Regions from separate parts of the Danio rerio genome. Here region 2 is linked to region 1. A link is a contact called in public Micro-C data. All regions are on one chromosome and are shown on one strand. The core of a region is the stretch at or near the end of the contact, and the rest is flanking DNA. Distances in the headings are between cores, read along the strand shown.

Region 1 (5,529 bases), core at 1,636-4,135:
CTCCGGTTTCCCCCACAGTCCAAAGACATGTGGTACAGGTGAATTGGGTAGACTAAATTGTCCGTAGTGTAAGAGTGTGTGTGTGTGTGTGAATGTGTGTGTGGATGTTTCCCAGAGATGGGTTGCGGCTGGAAGGGCATCCGCTGCGTAAAAACTTGCTGGATAAGTTGGCGGTTCATTCCGCTGTGGCGACCCCGGATTAATAAAGGGACTAAGCCGACAAGAAAATTAATGTATGATTATATATTATAGAAAATATTTTTAATGAATTTGTTTGAACTACATAAAATAATTAACAACATAAAGGTGTAAAATGGTATTTAATTCATATTTTTGGGCTGTACTGTGATCTTTAAATTGGTCATCAGCGATTTTAATTCTAAATTTGAACTCAGAATAAATTATAATGTAAATATTGCATACATTATTTATATCATATTATAATTCAATTCAATTATTCTTTATTTTGATAGCGGTTAGATTGTAAGAAGCTGAACATACTGTAGAAGTTTTAGTCAATTGAATTGAAAACGTGTCAGTCCAAACACTGAACAGCAAATCTACCGATGTGCAGCTCCACAAGTACTATAGTATAATATAATCCTCTGTTTCACTAACAATCTATGATAATCAATGTTTATTGATAAAAAAGAATAAGCAAAATAAAACTGAAACTGGTATATTCTAATGAAAAAAAGATTACATATGTATTGCACCTAATGTTTTGATGTCTGACAACCCCTTTTAATTTAATCCTTATATAGAAATACAGTACTTTATTCTTGTTGATGCATTCTGAGTATTTTTGCGTAAAATCATTCACTTTGCTCTTTAGCACTATCCTATAATGTTACTGGTGGCAGCAGCATGAAATCTGATTTTCTGCTAAATCTTTAACCTGCAACAGCACCCAATTTTACATTTGCTTTTATCTGTTTCTTTAAGGCATCAACCTGGCCTTAGACGTTTATCCCTAATTCTATTAAGACAGAAATAAAAAAACAAAGCATATAAAAATGATGATCAAGGGATATATTGGATAATGTGGTTTGGAAAAATCTGATTAGAAGAGTTTGAGCTTATTTGATTGACTGTCAAAATTATTTGTGAAACTCTAAGAGGAAACATGTGAGAATACTCAAGCATTACTTCCAAGGAAATTATCTGAAATGCACAATTTGTCAACCTTGTGCAATCTCACTGGTCAAAAGAGAAATAACTGCGATAATGAAAAGATTTGACTGCTCATTTTAGTTTACCTGAATGTTAATTCTCTATAAAAGGAAAATAGAAAACAATCTCTCAACCTAAAAAAAAAAAAAAAAAAAAAAAAAAAAAAAAAAAAAATCACACAAATACTTTTTCATAGACTATTGATAGAGATGTTAAACTCAAAGCAGCTTAGCATTCCAAGACCACTTATTTTGTCATTAATCAAAACTGCCATTAAAATCTATGATAGTTACACTACTAAACAAGACCAGTGTTCATATCTACAGTACAAAAATGCCTTGACTGACTGATCTTAAGTGTACACCAGGAAAAAAGGTACAAACTGTCATTGACGTTGTGCCTTTTCAAAAAGCACACAGATTCTTTAGGTGCTAATAGGTACCTAAAGTCAACAATAAGGACAATTTACATGTGTGGCTCTAAAAAGTGTTTCATCCCAATGACCGTTTTGTATTCTAAGTTTACACTTAAGATCAGTCAGATATACTTCTAATCTAAACACTGCCGTTGTGCAGTCATCCAATTACTACTCATATTAACACTATGACTAATAACTAAAAAAGACGCAAGCAAACAATTTGCTTCGCTGAAAAACTTGAAAAGCATCCGATATTTCTTTAGATTTAATTTGGGAAGACATTTTACAATTTATTCTGTACTGAAGTCTGTTCTTTCAAATTTCCTAATAACTGAATTTTAATTGTTTTAAATTTTATAATTAAAAATTAATACCAGCAAAAAACATCAACCATGAACAAATATATAAAAAATATGATTTGCTTCTAATTCATTTTGCACAGAAATAAACACACCACTAAGCCCACTAGTGCCTTTTAAAAGGCAGCCATTAGTATTCATTTAATATTTATGAAAAATAACAACATCCCTATCCCCAAGACTGAAACTGACACATGCAATGTTACAACAATAGTGAAAAGGGGTTTAAATCTAACTAGTGTACATTGAAAAGAACATAAAACACAGCCATTGGGGAACAGAAAGTGGGGCCTGGCTTCAAGCAGGCGCTCGTGCTGCAATATATGTTTTTCATTTTCAAACTAAACATGTAACACAGTGGACAGTAATATGCAAGTCCACTACATACAAGTAGGCCTTCTTTCCTCGCTAAATCCAGCAACAAGTTATTTACAGAAAATCTGTTAAATTTGTGAATTGTCATGAAGTTAATTCCTCTCGAGTGTTTTGTCAAGGAGCAAAGTAAATAAGTGACCATGCTATTTTGCCGTCGTTTGAGTATGCTCATGTTATAATGACATATCTAGATCGAATTTACATTAGAACTGAGATAAACTTCTTATAAAAGGATATTTCTCTTCATACGAAATCGTTTTGGTTGCTCGCTTCGCTCGAAAGCGGCTTTCGTGTACATATGAGGAAAGTGGGCTATTACAAAACTCATGTTTCCTCATTACAACAACATTCGGAGATAAACAAATTCGCTTCGCGATAAACTCACTATCCGCGGATTATATGAAACTTAAATACAATGCTGTTAAGGTGAAAACTTACCCGATTTCGACGCCAGCTCTTTAACACGCGTACAGATAAAACTCTTCGTCTTCCGTGTGTGTTTGTTGTTTTTTTCTGTCTATCCACCTACTTTCACTTTACAGTCGCACTGAAGCTGCTGCTTATTGGCCACACTGACGCAGCTCCTCTCCCAGGTGAATGAGAAGCTTTATCCCGCTGAACATCATTGGAAATATAGATGTGCTTTTAAATACCAATACAGCTAATAAAGTATACATAAAATTAAATGTGTGTGATAAAAAGTGCCTTGACGGGCTTGTTTTTCATTTAGTGGAGTGCCTTCATATTTTTGTGAGTATCTTTATATAGGCATGCATGTTTCTGTAATCACACTTCTTACTTTAATAAATTCAATAATTGTCCTAGTGTGTGTACATTGTTGTCTGAAATTTGCATTATTTTATTACATATTTTTTATTAATAATTTATTAATTTGACTTTAATATTCACTTTGAATTATATTGATATTACAATTATATATACATACACATACACACATATGCTGGGTTAGAATTTACCGTGTATATATAATATAAATTAAACTGATTTTTATGTGTTTTATGTGTATTATTATTTTTAACTGTTTTGAAAATCACAGATAAACCAGAAAAGGACAGAGAAAGTCAGCTGTGGTAACACGACCATTGACCACAGTGCAGACAAACACATCTACAGCTTCGCACTGGTTGTGTCTCAAAACCGAGATAGCTAGCGAGGTACAATTTTAGACACCACATGCCTGTTTAACAGAGGCAGCTTTCTATATTTCTAGGCAAAACGTCATTTGTAGGCGGGGAAACAACGCCATTTCTGCTCGAATCACTTGACTTCCAGTAAGGAGTTTCGAAAGGGGTTTCCGTTTCTCAAAGAGGCTCGATTGCTTTTGCGTTTTATTGTTATATCTTCTTTCCCATCGTAGAGAAAGTCACATACAAATGAGATATTGCTATTGTTTTAATGTACGAACAATAAATGGCAGCAGTGCAGTTTCAATACAATAACATTACGAAAATTTTTATTTTTTTAATTAAACAGGAAAAAACAACCATTAAAACCGAACCCAACCATCAATATATATTCGAATCCTTTAATAAACATCATTCTGAATGATTCCTACATTTGTGGGATCCCGTGAGCTGGAAAGTTGCCATGCCCAGATTTTATAAATATTGTTGTCTAGCCTATTTTATCCTTTACCTTGTTAATATTCTTCTTTGTTGATCGTTCCTAAGAAAAAATACAATAGTCTCGCATATAAATTGTTAAGTCTCCCCTTATTTTGTGCTTTCTTTAACATATTTCGTATTTTGTGTTTACCTATCTTTTTAGTTTGCTTGTTTTTAGCAGACCTGGCAACATGTCTTGGTTCACACCAGGAAGCGAGTCAGGAAACTGCCTCGTCATTACTACCACTGAAAACCCTTTATAATCTCACACCCACACCCAGAATAGCGTTTTCTTATTCTCGCCGAGATATTTGAGAAATATATGACTAGTGTAGGGGTGTAAAACTGAAATAAAACATGATTTACAAAAAAACTTAACGAACAAACAAATTAAATAAAAAACATCAACCACCAGAGGGCAGAGTAACACACTGTAAAAATCCAAGTGATCGGTGTTGAAGTAAATATTATGTCATAAAACCAAACGGTCTAAATCAGCGGTGTCCAAACTTGGTCCTGGAGGGACCAAGGCAGGTAGGTAACTTCCAGGCAACTTGGAGCTAAACTATGCAGGACACTAGTCTTCTAGGACTGAGTTTGGACATCCCAGGTCTAAAAGGACACTTTCCCCAAAATGTACAAGTTTTTGAAATGACATTAAATACACATCCCTCTTGTATATGCAGGAAAGGTAGTTTGAGTCTTCAGACATTCCTTACATCAAAGGGTATTAGCTGATTAATTTGGCCTGTCTGAGGGCTGTTGAGATCAGCACAATGCTGTTGGAGCTTCAGGGGTTGTTTTCATGTCCAGCTTAAACTTAAACAAAGTCAGATTTGACTTGATCAATCTCCTGCTGATAGAGTTTGACAGGAAAAGAGGAATTCTGAGCTAGCAAATGTTATCAATAAAAATGCCATAGCAGTTGTGCAAAGTGTTTAATTTCTATCACAACAAACCATTTACAGCAGTTTTAAAAGGTAACAATTGTGAAAATAAACAACGAAAGCAGTATATTGTTTTGTTAATGAAATGGTCCAAAAACTTAAAAAATAAATAAATAAATAAAAATAAAACAGGAACATATCTGTAGCACTGTTACAAGTCAAAAGTATTATTTTAACTTAAAATAACAGGTTTGTGTTTAAACATATTTGTGATTCAAAGAAAGGATTTCTTACTCCAGCGTTCAGTGTCACATGATTCTTTAGATGTCAGTCTAATATGTTGATTTGTAGTTATAAATTTAATTTATTTTCTTTGTAAATTCCATATTCACAAATGCAAATTTACTAACACTAAACCATATTTTCCTGTTTTTTTGCAAGAATTTAGTCATTATATACATTTAATTTCATTATCTAAAAATAAGAAAGCAAACAGAACTATTTCAATTTGTAATGACTTTAATTTATGTACTGTTATTGATTCTTAAATGTCTTACCCTCAAGTTTATATTATGTTCTTCATTCTTTTTTCTTCTTCTTCTCTCTTTCTCTCTCATATCTCATTTTCATTGACAACGTAATTCATATTCTGTATTGTAAACAAATATTGCTACAAACTTGTCAACTGTTTT
Region 2 (5,529 bases), core at 1,240-3,739, 220 kb after region 1:
ATTTCTGATATCCTACTTTCACATTCATATAAACGAATGTCAATGGAATAAAAGTGTAGTGAGAGCAACCTTTAAAGCAGTCTTTGTCTTTAAAACAAACAGGCAAAGCATCTGAGACTGGATTACCATCATTTATCAGCAATGAAACTGAAATTTATGACTACTACTTCATAGTAACTTAGTAAACTAAATTAATCATTTTCTAACTTAATTTTATAAGTTACGCAAGCTGTTCTAAGTCAGTTTAACTTAATGGTTTAAGTTCAATGGACTCATAAGGTTAATTTGATTCAGCCTAAAAATTTCAGGCAGCCAGGATTTTTTTTACAGTGTAAAATCAAACACCTTTCCAATTGGTCATTTTCAGTGTCTTCATGGTGCATGAGCAAAGGCTAATTTTACTAACAGGAGCTGTCCAATCAGCACCACAGTGCAAAAAGAACATTACAGTGGCTTTTGTAATGACAGACATGACCTGAATGATTATGTTTGAACATTACTTTATATACATTTCTGCACATTTGAACTGCAAATTTTGAGTTGCCTGTCCACACATTTACATACGTTCAATGCTAACTGGCAAATGTTTTGCTAGTTCTATAGCCACCATCTATAGCATCACAAACAAATTCAATTACGGCGATAACATTTTAGTTTGTATATTATGTAAATATGCTGTGCAACATCATCAGAAAAGTGTGTTATTTGATAAAAACATATCTTCCTTGTTTGAATAGAAGACATTTGTGTTTCATACCAGGTCATGTTTAATCATAACCAAGCCTGTATTATCTTTGACATTTTACATTACATTCAAATTGAAACCGTAATGATACTAAACAGCTCTTTATAGGAAACCTAACATATATCTAAGCATTATGCACTGCAATAAATGTGGTGAATAAATATATATTCCAGTGCAATCTTCCATAAGCAAAAAGCATAAGGATTAATGTTGTATCTGAGGGGGTTATAAAAGGGTGTGAGGGAATCCGTATCAAATGTATGAGGTGGGCCGAAACATCAAGCTCGAAATAACTGAGGGAAACTATATGGAGCTGAGCTGCACAGAAACACACGACAGCCGTATAAAATGTCAGATGGGTTATAGTAAAGCTCATTAACAGCAGACAGGACAAGGGTTTGTTCAGAAAGCATTGTGAATACAATTATATGTTCGTTTTCATTCATGTCTTTAAAGCTTTTAAATGCGTCTACATTAAATCGACATACACAATTCCTGTCAATAAATTATGTACAGCTGGACATCAATGCATAACATCCATCCCTTCAATCAAACATCTCGTAACAGGAACATCAAATTTCATCGTTTGTGTGACTGAATGCGCAGTGCTCCTACCTTGATTTCATCAATGTTCTGTCACGAAATCCATAGCTTAGCAGTACAACGATTTCCAGAACAACATAGGCTATTAGCGTTTTCCAAAACGTTTGTCACATTTTCCTCGGGTTCAGAAAGCGAATTTGGCTGAAAACGTACGTTTCTAAACAGCCAGACGACTTCGGAGATGCGGGCCGAAGCCACGGAGGAAAAACGGAAAATACTGCAGTGCTTTTTTTCGCTCTCTCCCGTCGTATTTACCCTTTTACATGCTCACCGCGAACATCTTACCAGTCACACAGCCTCATTTGACAGAAAATGTCTATCGTCTCTTCGACAACAGCTAGATATCTCGACGACGTTGTGCAAGGTTTCTGCTCGCGAGGAACATAAACAAGAAAATGTAGCACACCACACCCGTGCAACCTGCGTCCACCCTACAATCAATAAGCAGCCGAGCGTGTATTGCCATTTGAACGTCTTAATTACAATGGATCAGTTAAAACCCGTGCACATGTGCATTTTTGCTCATTTGCTCGGCTTGACATTTGATAAACAATGACATGAAGACCTTTATTCAGGGTGCAAAGCTACAGGCTATACGGATCACGTCATATCATGCAAAATAGAAATAACAGCACATATTGCCCTGCAAGAACATGTTTATATCGTATCATGACATGTTATTTGAAAGGGGGTATAAATAGACCCAATAACAATTGGGCTTATAGTAACTACCGAGCACTGATAAAGCGTCATTAGTTTTAATGGGATAAAAACCACAGTGCATATGGATATGATCGTGTAGCAGTAAACCCCCCTCAGCGTGCAGCATCCCTGCGACATTCATTGACAGTGCAATGACTTCAATCGCACCTCTAAACGCATCGCCAGTGCGTTATTTAAACATAATACTTACTATGATTGCGTTAGCGGGTATCCAAAAAATCCTCGCTGGACTGCAGATGTCGAATAAATTCGGAAGAAATTGCGGATGTCGCCATATTGTTGCTGCTACCTTCCTTCAGTGTGCACCGTTACCCTGCATAATTGATGACTCCCAGCAAAATGTAAGGGAGTGTCGGCCAATAGGTAGCACCGGTTCCACAATAAAAGGCGTTAATTTTAGTTGTCGTGTTGGGATCACGGTTAGATCGCTGTGCGAGAATGAGGTGTTGGGAAACTGAGGAATGACGGATTTGATCATATGCAAATCCTGTCTAAAGGGGCAAAAACACAGACCATGATTGAATATATAAATAAACGTTATATTTATAACCTGATTTAATAAATGTGTAATAAACACCTCTGTGGATAAAAATAATAAATGTAATAATTGTTTGTTTTTATTTTTACTATTATTATTATTATTATTATTATTATTAATGTCGTTTACATTAGCCTAAAAGTTCATTACGTACATTTTAAAAAAGCATTGTGTAATTTGCACTACCTAAACTGTGTTGAATTGCATGTTCTCTGTTGTCCGGTTATTTCAAAGCATTACAGTTTGAACTGTTACGTCACTCGAATAGCTAATAAATGTCCGTTGAATCAAATGATTCGTTTCTGCCTGCTTCTATCTCGCTGTTTTTTGTTGCTTTCTCGTTTAAAATGAGCCTAACATTCGTCTTAATTATAATTTGTCTGTTACCCTTTGGGATTGCAGGTATTTTAAAATTATCAAGAATTTCCCCACCTGGGAACATGGATTTTATTCACAGAGGGTCCAATTGTTAAACGAACTCCATTTTGATTTGTTTTTTATTTGAGAAACTTAGAGCCAAACATTTTCCAACAACATATTACTGCTGCATTAATGGCTTGATATTATTTACAGATAACTATTATTAATGGCTATGTAACAAAAAATATTATAAAGCAATTGATTCATGTTCTTGTTTGTTAAGGTTGTGGACAGCGAACTTTGGTGAGCCCGCCAAAACAGTCCCGAATTTCAGGGGGCCACTCTGCATTAGAGGGTGCTTGGCCTTGGCAGGTGAGCATTCAGCAGATGTTCTGGCATATTTGTGGTGGGTCCATCATCAGCCACCGATGGGTAATCACCGCATCTCACTGCTTCAAGAAAAAAAGGTGAGAACTTTGTGTTTCTCTTCCTTTATAACATGGAGCATACAGTATGTAAGCAGCTATCACATCTGGCTATTTTAGCTGCTAAACTTAGGTTCACCGGCCACTTTATTAGATACACCTGTCCAACTGCTCTTTACTGCACATTTCTAATCAGCCAATCACAGGGCAGCAACTCAATGCATGTAGGCATGTAGACATTGTCAAAACGACCTGCTGCAGAAGAAAAGTGTTTTAAGTGACTTTGAACATAACATTGGTGGTTAATGCCAGATGGGCTGGTCTGAGTATTTCAGAAACTGCTGGTCTACTGGGATTTTCACGCACAACCATATTTAGGGTTTACAGAGAATGGTCTGAGAAAAAGTAAATATCCAGTGAGCGGCAGTTCTATGGGCGCAAATGCCTTGTTGATGTCTGAGGTCGGAGGAGAATGGCCAGACTGTTTCAAGCTGATATAACGGCAATAGTAACTCAAACAACCACTCGTTACAATAAAGGTATGCAGAAGAGCATCTCTGAATAGCAGAAGACCAAACCGGGTGCTACTCCTGTCAACTAAGAACAGAAAACTGAGGCTACAATTGGCACAGGCTCACCAAAATTGGACAATTGAAGACAGAAAAAAAGTGCCTTGTTGTTTAATATATGCCACAAAGTATTAGGGCAGTTCTGAAGGCAAAAGGGGGTCCAACCTGGTACTAGTAAGGTGTCCCTAATAAAGTGGCCGGTATAGACCCAATAAACTAATATATAACCTAAAAAAACCTAATAAACTAATATATAAATATAAACTAAACTAATGTAATTGCAGTAGAGGTTCAGTTAGTTCAATAGTATTGGATGCTTACTACATAAATATCTGTAGGAACATAATGGCCAAACAATAATAGCAACTCTGTGCTCGCCAAAATAATATTTAATTACTGGTGTATTTTAATGTTTCATTTTGATTATTTTTCATTTTTAATAGAAACAACAATAAACTTCTAGTAGTGGCTGGAGTGAATTCACGATTCAAGCCAGGAAAAGAAGTGCAGTATCGCACTGTCCAGAAAGTCATCCTGCATGAGAAGTACAACCAATCCGAATATGACAACGATGTGGCACTGTTGTATCTGCACCACCCTTTCTATTTCACAAATTACGTGCAGCCGGTGTGCATACTGGAAAATCAAATGCATGAGAAACAACTCAACTTTGGGTTATGTTACATCACTGGATGGGGCAGTTCAGTGTTAGAAGGTTAGTGTTTAAATAAATAAAGTCCAAATCTCTGTATTAAAGGTACAATTCACCCAAAATTAAGAACTTCTCTAAGAACTTCTTCTAAGAACTTAAGAATTTACTCGCTCCGGGATGCAGATGGCTTTTATGCTTCGAGTCAGAACACTAAAGATGATTTTTAGCTGTAATTATTTCTGGTTTTGTAACCAGTTATAATCATGCAATTATTCATGTATTATTAAAAAAAAAACAATCATACCACATTTGATTAGCTTGTTATTCACAATTGCATATTAAAACTTAATAAGTTTAAATTTGACGATATAGTGTATAGTTCATAAGTTCACACAGTCAGTCAATATAGGCAGGGGCGTATTAACTGGGGGGGGGGGGGGGGGGGGGGGACAGGGGGGATAAGTCCCCTTCACTTTTAGAGACATTTAGAAACAGGTGATTAAGAATGTAAACCTTTAAAAATGTTAATCCTTAGCGTTGAACCCTGATATGCTCATTTTAAATAGGCCATTACACAAAAAATGTAATGAAATAAAGGACCCGGTTCGAGATCATTGGACAAGTCACTTGTAAGCTAGCATGGTGTATTTTTCTCTTAAAAAGAGAGCAGAGCCTTTTTTCAGAGAGCTAGCTCTCTGCAACTCTCACATGGTCGCCCACTAAAGCTAAGTAGGGATGCGCCCAGTCAGTACCTACATGAGAGACCACATGGGAAAATTTGTTTGCTGTTGGAAGTAGTGTTAGTGAGGCCAGCAGGGGTCGCTCAACCTGCGGTCTGTGTGGGTCCTAACGCAAAGTATATTGATGGGGACTCTATAGACCAATTACCATGTTTGTAAACATTCAGGATGTGC

The links. Hi-C and Micro-C count contacts between places; a contact is called where the count stands out from the background.
Region 2: a Micro-C map of caudal fin shows a contact between it and region 1, with 2.8 times the contacts expected there. The contact joins the promoter of scn8aa here to the promoter of stat6 in region 1. A contact is called at or near these places in 1 of 18 Hi-C or Micro-C datasets (caudal fin) and 1 of 4 datasets of contacts at active chromatin or transcription factors (embryo).

The regions. Positions count from the first base shown.
Region 1 is chr23:30,040,230-30,045,758 of GRCz12tu, forward strand. stat6 (signal transducer and activator of transcription 6, interleukin-4 induced) reads right to left here and starts at 2,886. Exons shown (of 21, transcript NM_001130590.1): 1 at 2,764-2,886.
Region 2 is chr23:30,263,083-30,268,611 of GRCz12tu, forward strand. It overlaps scn8aa (sodium channel, voltage gated, type VIII, alpha subunit a), which reads right to left and starts at 2,490. Exons shown (of 27, transcript NM_131628.1): 1 at 2,262-2,490. LOC110438336 (acrosin) reads left to right here and starts at 2,845. Exons shown (of 5, transcript XM_068216913.2): 1 at 2,845-3,011; 2 at 3,253-3,436; 3 at 4,407-4,678. The coding sequence starts at 2,885.